Regions from separate parts of the Callithrix jacchus genome. Here region 1 is linked to region 2. The links are chromatin contacts, called in public Hi-C maps. All regions are on one chromosome and are shown on one strand. Each heading gives the region's core, a stretch centred on a gene start, on an enhancer-like site or on the middle of the called end of the contact. The rest is flanking DNA. Distances are from core to core; before and after follow the strand shown. Region 1 overlaps GBF1 (golgi brefeldin A resistant guanine nucleotide exchange factor 1). Region 2 holds the start of GBF1 (golgi brefeldin A resistant guanine nucleotide exchange factor 1).

Region 1 (6,128 bases), core at 1,279-3,778, 97 kb before region 2:
GGAGGTGGAGGTTGTGGTGAGCCGAGATCGTGCCATTGCACTCCAGTCTGGGTAACAACAGCAAAACTCTGTCTCAAAAAAAAAAAAAAAAAGAATAGAAGAATCCTAAAAGCCTTTGATCTTTCTGATAAGCGCATAGAAAGATGCTGTCGTTTGTGCCTCCCCTCCTTGCAGCAGCTGCCTGAGAGGGAAGGGCCCCCTCTACTGTAAGCACGTGATTTGCTTGATCCTATCAATCATGTCAGATGAGTCACTCTCCTTATCCTGCCCCTCTGCCTTGTATACAATAAATATCAACGCGTCCCAGCATTGGGGGCCACTACTGGAAGATGCAAGGATTCTCCTCTAGAATCTCCCGAGGAGAAAGCAGCACTGCCAACACCTTGATTTTAGGACTTCTGCATTCCAGAACTATAAGATAATAAGTGTGTATTTTAAGGCACAAAGTTTATGGTCAGTTATTATAGCAGTAAACAGGGAACTAATATACCTTTGCTTCATTGCCAGTGTGTGGCCCACAGCAGGTGCTCAATAAATGTCGAAAAATAAAAATAAAATAAAGTAAGCTATTGTTGTTCTTTTTTTTTTAAATCGAGACAGAGTCTCACTCTGACACCCAGGCCAGATGGAGTGCAGTGCCACCATCTTGGTTCGCTGCAACCTCCGCCTCCTAGGTTCAAGCAATTCTCCTGCCTCCCCAGTAACTGGGATTACAGGCACCTGCCACCACATCCAGCTAATTTTTGTATTTTTAGTAGAGACGGCGTTTCACCACATTGGCCAGACTGGTCTTGAATTCCTGAGCTCAGGTGATCCACCTACCTTGGCCTCCCAAAGTGTTGGGATTACAGGGGTGGGCCACCGCACCCAGCCCATTCTTTTTCCTGGTCCCTGAAATGAGGGAGTTCCTGAGCCTAAAGCTCAGGAGATGGCTAAGAACTCAAACTTTTTTTTTTTTAAGACAGGGTCTTGCTCTATCACCGAGGCTGGAGTGCAGTGGTGTGATCATGGCACACTGCAGCCTCGACCTCAAGTGATCCTCCTACCTCAGCCTCCTCAGTAGCTGGGACTACAAGTGTGTGCTAACATGTCAGGTGAATTTTTGTATTTTTTATAGAAATGGGGGGATTTCCCCAGGTTGTCAGGCTGGTCTTGAGCTCCTGGGCTCAAATGATCCTCCTGCCTGGGCATTCCAAAGTGTTGGGATTACAGGTGTGAGCCACCATGCCTGGCCCCCAAACATTTATCTTGCAATGATAAGCCAGAAGACTTACTAATTGTGAATGTTTTCCTCTTTTTCTTTTGTCCTCATTAGCATCTGACACCATATCAAGACCTCCTATTTACAGCATCCTTCTATTCAGCACTGTGAGTAGTTAGAGGTCATGCAGAATAAAGCCAGTTTCATGACATATAGTAAAATGGGGTGACCCAGCTCCTCCTATCATACCAACTCTCCACATTTCTCCCAATCAGCGCGCGCGCACACACACACACACACACACACAAAATCCCATACTCTCAAGGCCCTTGCCCTAGTCTCTATCTCAGCCCTGCCTGACAGTCCCTACCCAGGCCACCAGGGCCCACACAGGAAACCCAGGTCCTTCTCAGTGTTGTGTAGCATTTCAGAGCTAAGTGAATAGTAGTCTTGTTCCCAACTCATAAGGCTCCTGGGGGTCCATTTCTTCCTCTCTTTCAGCAATCTCTCTTGTTAAGGTGTCTTCTAACTTATTATTTTGAATAAGGCACTCCTCCCATCCCCCAACCAGAATAGGTTCAGAGAGACTTGGTTAGGGTGGTTTATGCTCTACTGATATCTTTATAGTTCTTGTCCCCTGAGGTTGAATGAAGTAGCCAAGTTAATTTTCTAAAAAGGCAGGTAAGGGCTGGGCACAGTGGCTCACATCTGTAATCTTAGCACTTTGGGAGGCTGAGGTGGGCAGATTGCCTGAGCTAGGAGTTTGAGACCAGACTGGCCAACACAGCGAGACCCCCATCTGTACTACAAATACAAAAATTAGCCAGGCATGGTGGTGCATGCCTGTAGTCCAAGCAACTTGGGAGGCTGAGGCATGAGAATTGATTGAACTCAGGAAATGGAGGTTCCAGGGAGTCAATATCATGCCACTGCACTCCAGCCTGGGCAACAGAGTGAGACTCTGTCTCAAAAAAAAAAAAAAAAAAAAAAAAAAAAAAACTCCATAAAAAATAAAAATAAAAAGGCAGACAAGAATGACAGGTCTTTAGAACCATAGGCAAGGCTTGCTAGCAAGCCATGAAATCAGTGGTACAAAAATTCTGGTCTGGCCACGGTATGGGGGCAAACAAAAGGCCAGTCCTTAAAGGAGGATCTAAAATAATCTCTGAAACCTTGGATTACAGGAGCAAGAGGCGGGAGCTTTCTTCTAGAAGAACAGCCTAAACCCTTCTTTAAAATGTCCTCCTCTTCTGGCTACTCTGGAGCCAACTTGAGGGAAATCTGCCAATGCCATCTCCTTTGCATTTTTGCTTTCATATACTCCTTCCTGCTCCTTTTCTCATGCTCACTGCAATCACCACCTCTAGCATTCTCCTTTCCCACCACAGGAAACTCCAATGACCAGCTGGCCTCAGGTCTCCAATGACCAGCCTGACTGCCAAGTTCAGGAAGGGGAGAGAGTAACACCAACAAGACAGCAGAGGGAAAAGGCACAGCAGGGGCAGCCACTGGAGGCTGTGAAGAGAGATGACCTGCAGGTGGTGCTCAGCGCAAGGCTGGAAGTGATTGGGCCTGATTTTGTTTAGGAAAAGTATGAAGCTAGGACTAGGGTGTCGGAGAGGCTGACGCACCTGTTCAGAAGCTAGCTGGTACCCAGGATTCCTGCTCAGGAATGCAGGAATGAATGCATCAGCTAAGCAAATCCAACATTTCTAGCATAGATAAAGGGTTTTCTTGCCCTGAATTGAAGACTATTTCTTTTTCTGGCTAGCTAAAGCCTGAGCCTAATCTTTTCTTGTCTCCCTACTTAAGAAACAAAGACAGTTGCCTGTTTTCTGTGTTCTTCATCCTTGTACATGGGCTGCCAATTGGGGAATATGAATTCCCGAATTGAGTGTCAAGGCCAATGAAAAAAGGAATCCAAAGAAATATACCATAAACAAATTTAGAGATAACCTATAGGTTAGAGGAAATATTTGGCCTAGATTAGAAGTAAATATTTGTAATGCTATGATAGGCAATGGGTTAATATTCCTACTATACAAAGAACTCCTACAAAGTGACATGAAAAACAAAAACAACTGAAAAAAGTAAGTGGGGTGGGAGCTAGGAGGACAGTGGAGGGTGGGGAAGGATGCCTGACGTAGGTGACGGGAGGATGGAGACAGCAAACCACCATGGCACGTGTGTACCTATGAAACAATCCTGCAAGATCTGCACATGTAGCCCTGAACTTAAAGTACAATAAAAAAAAAAAAGTGAAGGAGAGGAAATTCAAATGTTTCAACTGCAAGAAATTAAAACAACAAAAGGCTAGGTGCAATGGCTGATGCCTGTAATCCCAGTACTCTGAGAGGCTAAGGCGGTGGATTGCTTGAGCTCAGGAATTCAAGACGAGCCTAGGCAACATGGTGAAACTCCATTTCTACTAAAAGTACAAAAACTAGCTGGGTGTGGTGGCATGTGCCTATAGTCCCAGCTACTTGGGAGGTGGATGTGGGAGGATCACCTGAGCCTGAAGGTCAAGGCTGCAGTGAGTTGTGATTGTGCCACTGCACTGCAGCCTGGGTGCAACAGAGCAAGACCCTGTCTCAAGAAACAAAACAAAACAGAAAAACCCCACTTTTTACCTACCAAGTTGGCACAAATAAATAAAAATGATAATATTCAGTGCTGATGACAGGGTGGGAAAGTGGAAATTCTCAATTACTGCTGGTGGAAGTGTAAATGTAACTGATATAACCTTTTGGGAAAGCAACCTGGTAATAGCTATAAAAATGCAATATGCACATGGTCTTTAATCCAGGAATCCCAAGGTCAGAGATTTTTCATACATAAGTAAAATGAGTAAATAAGGACATGTGATCAAGGATGCTTATATTAGCATTATTTATGACTTCAATAGGAAACAATCTAAATATTAAATATTAATAAGAATGAGCATATGAATTGTGTTATATCTATATTACACTATGGAAATTATATAGCCCCTAAAAGAAATCATACAAGGGGCTGAGGGAATAGGGAAATGGGGAGTTATTGCTTAATGTTAACTCCCTAATATGTTAAGTTTCTATTTGGGGTAATAAAAACGTTTAGAAAATAGATGGTGGTGATGGTTACACAAATTTGTGAATGTGATTAATGCCAATGAATTGTAAACTTAAAATCATGGAAATGGCAGCTGGGCATGGTGGCTCATGCCCGTAATCCCAGCACTTTGGGAGGCTGAGGCAGGCCTGAGGTCAGGAGTTCGAGACTGGCCTCACCAACATGGAGAAACCCCGTCTCTACTACAAATACAAAATGAGCCGGGGGTGGTAGCACATGCCTGTAATCCCAGCTACTCAGGAGGCTGAGGCAGGATAATCACTTAAACCCAGGAGGTGGAGGCTGTGGTGAGCTAAGATCACACCATTGCACTCCAGACTGGGAAAGTAAAGTGAAACTCTGTCTCAGAAAAAAAAAAAAAAAAAAAAGGAAATGGCAAGTTTTATATAAATTTTCTACAATATAAAAGAATAAATCAGATGACTCTATCATGTACATTTAATACTACTAAGTGAAAAAAGAAAATATGTACCACATAATCCTATTTTTATTTCATTTTAAAAAGGGATGATACTTCATTTATAAACACACAGAAAAACATACAGAAAGATTCAAACTAGGCTGTTAACACTATTTGCCTAAAGGCAGAGGAGGAGCATTGAGAAAGACACAGGAGGGACATTAACTTTTCTTTTCATCACCTCTTGTTTGTCTTCTTACAATGTGCATTATGTCTGAAAAAGTAACTTTAAAAATAAACCTAACCAAATCTCAAAGGGTAAGGTACCACACCCTTAACTCCTCCCAAAGCATAGAGAAGCCAGAGTACCAAGGAAAGCTCTTCTCCTACCCTTCCCACCCTGAACAACGTGAGTCAGCTAGCATGATGAGTAACCAATAACAATCCTATTTCTCTTCTACCAGAAAAGAGATGGCTGAGAAAAATTTCCCACTATCACCAGTTCATTGCCTAAGGCCCGAGCACCCTGGGAGAGGTGGGAAATGAAGTACTGTGGTCATGCAGCAAAGCCAGAGCTCTTACCTATGAGTGCGTAGGACAGGAACTTGTTGACAGAGGTGAGTGCCAGTCCAGTGATAGGGCCAGTGGTATCTTCAGAGCGAATCACTTCCAGAAAAGGACGAAGGAATACATTGGGCTCAATCTCAGAGAGTCCTGCAGGAAAATAAACAGAAATGAAGAGATACCATCTAACAAAAAGCTAAACCCTGGAGAAAGGTCCTTCTTCTTTGTGCCATGAGGCTAAAGGTCTTTGTTGCTGGGTGATTTTCTTCCCCCTAGATTACCTGGAATCAAATCCCAGACACTGCATCATTTTATCTGTAAAGTTTTCAGTATGTAGATCTAAAAGATTAGGAATCTTAAAAAAAAAAAAAAAAAAAAAGCACAATGTTATCTTTTTTTTTTTTGAGACAGAGTCCTGTGCTCTGGAGTGCAGTGGCATGATCTCCGCTTACTGCAAACCTCCATCTCCACCTCAAGCCCCTCAGCCTCCTCAGTAGCTGGGACTACAGGCATCTGCGACCATGCCTGGCTAATTTTGTATCTTTAGTAGAGATGGGGTTTCACCATGTTGCCCAGGTTGGTCTTGAAGTCCTGAGCTCAAGCAATGTGCCCACCTTAGCCTCCCAAAGTGCTGAGATTACAGGCGTGAGTCACCATGCCCGCCCAACAATATTATCATACTTAAAAAGTTAACAAATGGTTAAAATGGTAAATTTTGCATTATATGTATTTTATATCACAATTTTAAAAAATGAATAATTCTTCAATATCATCAAATATTGTGAGTCAATTTTCCATGCCCATTTCACCACCCTCTCCTGTGATATAAATAGGTAACCTCAACTTGGGTAG
Region 2 (6,723 bases), core at 3,619-6,118:
TTATTAAACTAGTAAACAACTTATTGAGCTCAAGAAATTTACTCAAAGGGTGGAAGTAAAAAGTTAAACTGGGAAACAAGCTGGTGCCGTGACAGGGCATCACTGGAAAATCCTCCCAGACCTGATCATCAGGTGACCCATGTACCTCAGCTCTGCCATGCCATCTCCTCCCACTGTGGAGATTCTGAGAGTATCTCAAGAACCAATTACAAGGTGAGCTACTAATACATCCAAAGCTGTCTAATATATCCAAAGCTGTCCAAAGCTGTCCCTTCTGCCAGCTTGGAAATGAAAAATGAAACAAAGCTTCTCTATCTCACTCCATCTTTTAGCCACTCAGGGCACCCAAGCTATAAAGGTGACAGTTGGCAGAGTAGGACAAAGAAAAAAAGTCTGTGTGATTACGCATGGAGAACTGCAGTGATTAAGTCTCATAAGGCCTGCCCATTTTGTATATCAAGGGTCATCATCCAGTAGCCATTGGGCAGAATCCAGTCCACTGACATATTTTGTTTGGTCTGAAAAAGACTTAATATTTTTAACTAGTTTCCAACAATTAGGAAACACAACAATCTAAATTTCCAGTTTCTCCTGAAAAATAGAAAGAGTGGTCATTCTGTGCCTGCATTCTAAAACAGTAACAATCTGCTGAAAAAGGAGTGGCCGGCTCTTAAATAAGGGAATGGGTTGAGCATAGTGGTTCATTCCTACAATCCCAGCACTTTGAGAGGCCAAGGTGGGAGGATTGCTTGAATCCAGGAGTTCAAAATCAGTCTGAGCAACACAGTGAGACCTTGTTACTACAAAATATTTTAAAAATTGGCCAGGCGTGGTGGCTCACGCCCGTAATCCCAGCACTTTGGGAGGCTGAGGTGGATCACCTGAGGTCGGGAGTTCGAGACCAGGCTGACCAACATGGAGAAACCCTATCTCTACTAAAAACACAAAAATTAGCCGAAAGTGGTAGTGGGTGCCTGTAATCTTGGCTACTCAGGAGGCTGAGGCAGGAGAATTGCTTGAACCTGAAAGGCGGAGGTTGTAGTGAGCCGAGATGTGCCACTGCACTCCAGCCTGGGCAACAAAGTGAGACTCAACATCAAAAAAAAAAAATTAAAAAATTAGCTAGGTGGCCAGGCACAGTGGGTCAGGCCTGTAATTCCAGCACTTTGGGAGGCCGAGGTGGGTGGATCGTCTGAGGTCAGGAGTTCGTAACTAGCCTGACCAACATAGTGAAATTCTGTCTCTACTAAAAATACAAAAAATTAGCTGGGTGTGGTGGCGGGGTCCTGTAATCCCAGCTACTCAGAAGGTTGAGGCAGGAAAATCACTTGAACCCAGGAGGCAGAGTTTGCAGTGAGCCGAGATCGTGCCATTGCACTTCAGCCTGGGCAACAAGAGCAAGACTCCGTCTCAGAAAAAAAAAAAAAATTAGCTGGGCATAGTGGTGCACATTTGTGGTCCCATGGTCCCAGCTACTTGGGAGACTGAGATGAGAGGATCACTTGAGCCCAGAGGTCAAGGCTGCAGTGAGCTGTGATTGCTCCTCTGCACTCCAACCTGGGCTACAGAGCAAGACCTTGTCTCAAAAAAAAAAAAAATAATTAAATTAAGTTAAAGATAAAAAAAATAAAGGCATGGGTTTTCCAGTACACCACAGTCTCCGCTATTCCAAATACATTCCCATGTAATTCAATTCACTCATTTACATTACCTGCCTGGTATTTAGGCAGGTGAGCTTGTAACCCCTGGTTTATATGATTGGCAAATCATTACTGTGCCATCATACTTAATTTCCACTACTACTGGAACAAATCATCACTTCTATGATTACTTCTATTATTATTGGGGTTCAAATCAGCACAGTGCTCAATATTTTCTTTTTTATTTTATTTTTTTATTTTTCCTGAGAGTATACCAAGTAAAATATTTTCATTTAATTAAACAACTACAGTTGAACATAATGAAATACAAAAACAGAATAACAGCTAAACATTAGCCCATTATATTAACATAGCTCTTCCAGCCTGAGGATAAAATTAACCTCCCCTTCTCCCTTAAATTCAATCCCCCCATTAACCCACAACAGAATCATTCTAATCAGTCACACACAGCCACAGGGATACAGAGTGTAATCAATCAATGAGAAGTGTCACACAAAGATTAGGATGATCCTTGCAGTTAATACTCTATAAATAGAGTCTCCTCAAAAGCAAAAGCTGTCTTCTTCCTCTCTAGCTGCCCACAGCGGCCAGTCTAAGTACCCTATCAATGAGCTTATTATGTAAAAGTGGCAGTCATCCTGACTTCTGGAACACGGGGAAATAAAATAGTAGTGGAACTTTGAGAACTCTGAGCTGAAACTGGGATTGGTGCCCAGCTACTTTGGAGATGTGTCTACAACCTGAGTTCCCACTGTGCCAGTGAGCATCACTGTCAAGACTGGAACACACTGTCTATAAACACCATTAAAAAGAAGCTCAAATACAAGTTTAAGACTTGTATTTGAGCCAGGTGCTGTGGCTCACACCTGTAATCCCAGCACTTTGGGAGGCCAAGGTGAGTGGATCACGAGGTCAGGAGATTTGAGACCATCCTGGCTAACACGGTGAAACCCTGTCTCTACTAAAAATACAAAAAATTAGCCGGGCATGGTGGCACATGCCTGTAATCCCAGCTACTCGGGAAGCTAAAGCAGGAGAATCTCTTGAACCCAGAAGGCAGAGGTTGCAGTGAGCCGAGATCATGCCAACTGCACTCCAGCCTGGGCGACAGAGCAAGACTCTGTCTCAAAAAAAAAAAAAAAGACTTGCATTTGAAGGATGAATTTTCTGATTTGTGGGTGGGAGTGGGAATTATTCCCATCTAGAAAATTATTCCTATCTAGAAATGACAGGATAAAAAAAAGAGAGAGAAAACCTTTTGATGCCTCTATAGTCACCCTCGGGCTCAGAGACTAGATTGCCTGTTATGCAAAGCATATCAACTCAACAGGGCAATGGCCCAGGTGAGCAAGGCAGGCTCATCAAACCTGGGTACCTCCTGAACTATGTCATTTCATTTGCTACATTCAACTACTTTTTGGGGGTGGGGAGAGGGGAGGAATTCTACAACTTAGATCAGCAAGTTAAAATGCAAATAGTTTCCTGTACCATTTCCATCCCACTAATTCTAAATCAACACACATAAAGCGTAAATAATGCCATCCCCCTTCTCCCAACGCACATCAAAATTCAATTTCATAAGGGCAAAGGGAAATTATGAAATTTCAAATTCATAAGGGCAAAGGCAGGAAAAACTGAGTTCAGTCATTCTAAGATCCTAAATAATTTTCTAACACCATGAGGTTTTGATCCTCCTAGTTCCTACCTCACCATGCAAAAGTGCAAAGTGTTCCTGACTGCCAGGGCCAAAAGCAGGCCACAAGTCCTGATCACATACTGAAACTAATCCCATATACAGATAACATTTATTGAGTGCCCACTACATACCAAAAGGCATTAGGTTGATCCTGCTCTTAACCTACTACATGCTCCAGCTAGGCTACTGCTCATACATGCTACTACTTTTAAGAAGTGCATTAACTGAGCAATCCCAAAGAAGACCTTTCCATCTGTATCCTCCACAGGGCCTAGAGTGCCTTGTATACCTGAATTAAAGACATACAAGTTTCCACATTGCGCATTAAAAAACATCATCTACACTATTCCTTATTTCTAAAAGCACTCTTTCTAAAAGCATTCTGCTGCTCTTACCCTACAATTGGCTGAAAATCTCTCATGACTTTTTGCCCACTAAAAATAATAGGCCAACAGTATGAAACTTTGGCAGTATTCTCTGCTCTCAGTCAAATATGTCATAATAGAGTGGCTTCTTTATGATTAAACCTCATCTCGTTAGTGAAGACCTGGGGAAAATATGTCAACAAAAACATATACCAGAAAAGAATACCTGTGAAAGAGTGTCTAAAGGAACAAATAGGCCCAGAAGATAAGTCTAGTGTTTACATACAGACCCAGACAGGCAGCTGAGCTGTCCAGTAAGTAAGAGGGAAGCCTTCTCATAGCCCAGTTTCCTGTGCTGCTATAACCTCAAGCCTTTCACACATCTGTCTGCTGACAATCTGATTCTAGGTGCACTAGCTCATCATCCAGTATTAACGAAGCAGTTCCTTTGTATTAGTGAAGCAGTCACAAAGAAGCAGACGCTGTACACAATCTGGAGAGCCTTTCATATCTAAAGTCTGAAAACCCATAAAAGTAGAGACAATGCTCCTTAGGTTTGCTTTCAGCTTTTGAGTACTGGGCTCTTTAGGATGCAGAAAGCGCTGGAAAAGAGGAGCTGAAAACTAAGTCAAGCCTGGGAAAATAGAAGATTTGGGCACCTACAAAGGATCAGCAAAGAGAGCAGAAATCGCCCCTCCTGAGGCAAGGGCCTGACCTTTGCCCCTGCATACCTCCCTGTTCCCTCCCACAACAACCCTTCCCTCGTCTTATTCCTGTCCGCTGCGTCCTTAACCCACCCTGGCTCGCCCAATTTAAGGGTCCTTCCCCCTAACTCCCTATTGAGATGTCAGGGAGGCCTTCACGACACCAGAACTCTAGGAAGAGACTTCGCTGACCTGTCAGCGGATCCAAAATGGCGGGGCCTAGTCCCAGGACCGGCAGTCGCTGCTCATGTCCAGCCCACACCCCGGAGGCGTCTCCGAGCAGCTCTCCCGGCTCTGGTAGCAGATGGGAGAAGAGAAGGAGCTCGTTTCCTGGAAATTGAGGCCGAAATCAGAGTGGGAATGCACAGTCCGCTAGGATGAGTCGGCCGGGACGGGCAGTGGAGCCGGCTACCTTCCCTGTCAGCTCACTGACGTGGTAACTAGCCTCAGTCTAGCCCGCTGCCTGGTAACTGCACGAATCTTGCCAGATGCAGCCAATCATAGCTTTGCACCGTGAAAAGTAGCATTCCGACTCTCCAATCGAATAAAGGAAATTGGCTTCAGGAGGCGGGTAGTGCCTAAAGAGGCGAGATTACAAGGGAAAGGGTAGGTAGGGGACAACCAACGGATACGAGTACTCTCTGAGTGACAGTTTAAAAATCCAATAAAAAATTAGGAACTGTGCTGGGCGGTTAGAGAGGTGGAGTAGGTAGAGTTTGGTTGCAGTGTGCGGTTTGGCAGTGGCTGCTGCGCATTACGGGCTACAATTGGCTGGAAAGGGGCGGGGTCCGTTTTGAGAGCTTGAGCGGGCATCCTTATTTCCCTGTCCACGTACTATCAAAGTTACCTGGGCCAAGACCATACTCCTTGAGGGATCACTCCTTTTCGAGGCAACTCTGGGCTTCCTTCATCCTAAAACAAGTCCAGCGATCTATTCCGCACCCTCCTTTCCTCGCCCTCTCGTCCACCTTCCCGGTGTGGCTTCTCACAGTTGTGTCTGTCACGTCCCAACTCTGTTTCAGCGCCTTCTGCCCCGTTCCCATTATACAGAAATAGAGACAATAGCAAGTAGCAGAAGCCCTGGATATCTAATTTAAGTCTTTTCATTTTACATCATAGGAAACAGCCCCAGGGTGGAAGGCTGGGCCCAGGTTCACATTACTAGTAAATAGCAGAACAGAGAGATAAACCCCTGGATCTCCTCACCCCCGGTAACTCTTTTCACTGCCTTTTGTCACCTCTTATGCCTTCTTAGTATATAGGGCTGCGACTCCCGGTTGCCTCTCATACCAAGCCTTGAACGGGCCTTACCACCAGGCAGAAAGCTAAATACTCTGCTTAGCCCACATTTTCAGTGATAGGAAACAGAAGTCTTTCTTGTTTGCTTTAGAAACAAGAAAGGGGCCTGAGGGTTGGATGCCCACCTGTTTTCACTCTCTTGCCCCCAGCTGCCTCCTCCATTTGCAAGAGATGATAGAGGTTTCTAAGCTATTTAGAATTACCTGTGTTACCTGGAAGTGAGAATGTGTGGAAAGAGAACAAGAGATGGGTTTTCTCCTAGCAGACTGAATCATGAAATTCTCAGCCTGTTTGAGACACTAGAGCCCCAGTGTCCCTGCAGACCTGGAGAGACTGCTGGGAGGCAGTGAAAAAAGATACCAACTCTTCCATACTTCCTCCCAGTTATGGACAACTCAAGTCCAAGGAAGCTCATAACCACATAGGAATGTAGTCTCAAAACCATACATCTAAAGACCATCCACGTGCTACGATGCTCTAGTTTTTTGTTTTTGGCTCTTTTGTTTTGTTTTTTGTTTTTTGTTTGTTTTTGAGACGGAGTCTTGCTCTGTTGCCCAGGATGGAGTGCAGTGGCGCAATCTTGGCTTAATGCAACCTCTGCCTCTGCCTCCTGGGTTCAAGTGATTCTCCTGTCTCAGCCTACCAGGTAGCTGGGATCATAGGGGTTTTCCACCATGCTAGGCTAATTTTTATATTTTTAGAAGAGATGGGGTTTCACCATGTTGGACAGGCTGGTCTCGAATTCCTGACCTCAGGTGATCCTCCAGCCTCAGCCTCCCGAAGTGTTGAAATTACAGGCGTGAGTCAACACTCCTGGCCACAATACTCTAGTGTAAAGCACCCATCAGACCTGACATCAGACCTGAAGAACCCCTCAATAACTCCCTACACCTGCACTTTGGGCTTCTGGTCAGTGGGTCCAGCTGAGGATCTAGCCTCTTTCACCCAAAGAGAGTCAGGAAAAGAGGATATACCATCATAGCACCTCTTTCCACATT

Evidence for each region. Hi-C and Micro-C count contacts between places; a contact is called where the count stands out from the background.
Region 1: a Hi-C map of skeletal muscle shows a contact between it and region 2, with 5 times the contacts expected there. The contact joins the enhancer-like site here to the promoter of GBF1 in region 2. A contact is called at or near these places in 3 of 3 Hi-C or Micro-C datasets (induced pluripotent stem cells and skeletal muscle).

What each region holds. Positions count from the first base shown.
Region 1 is chr12:95,330,036-95,336,163 of calJac240_pri, reverse strand. GBF1 (golgi brefeldin A resistant guanine nucleotide exchange factor 1) reads right to left here. Exons shown (of 39, transcript XM_078346385.1): 4 at 5,295-5,426. Among named protein-coding and RNA genes, the nearest start is that of NFKB2, 56 kb to the left of the region's middle. Within about 2 kb of position 2,528, at least 2 of the 16 cell types and tissues checked have an H3K27ac peak or open chromatin away from gene starts, as enhancers often do. A contact at or near this core is called in skeletal muscle, where this site is marked.
Region 2 is chr12:95,235,189-95,241,911 of calJac240_pri, reverse strand. It overlaps GBF1 (golgi brefeldin A resistant guanine nucleotide exchange factor 1), which reads right to left and starts at 4,868. Exons shown (of 39, transcript XM_078346385.1): 1 at 4,619-4,868.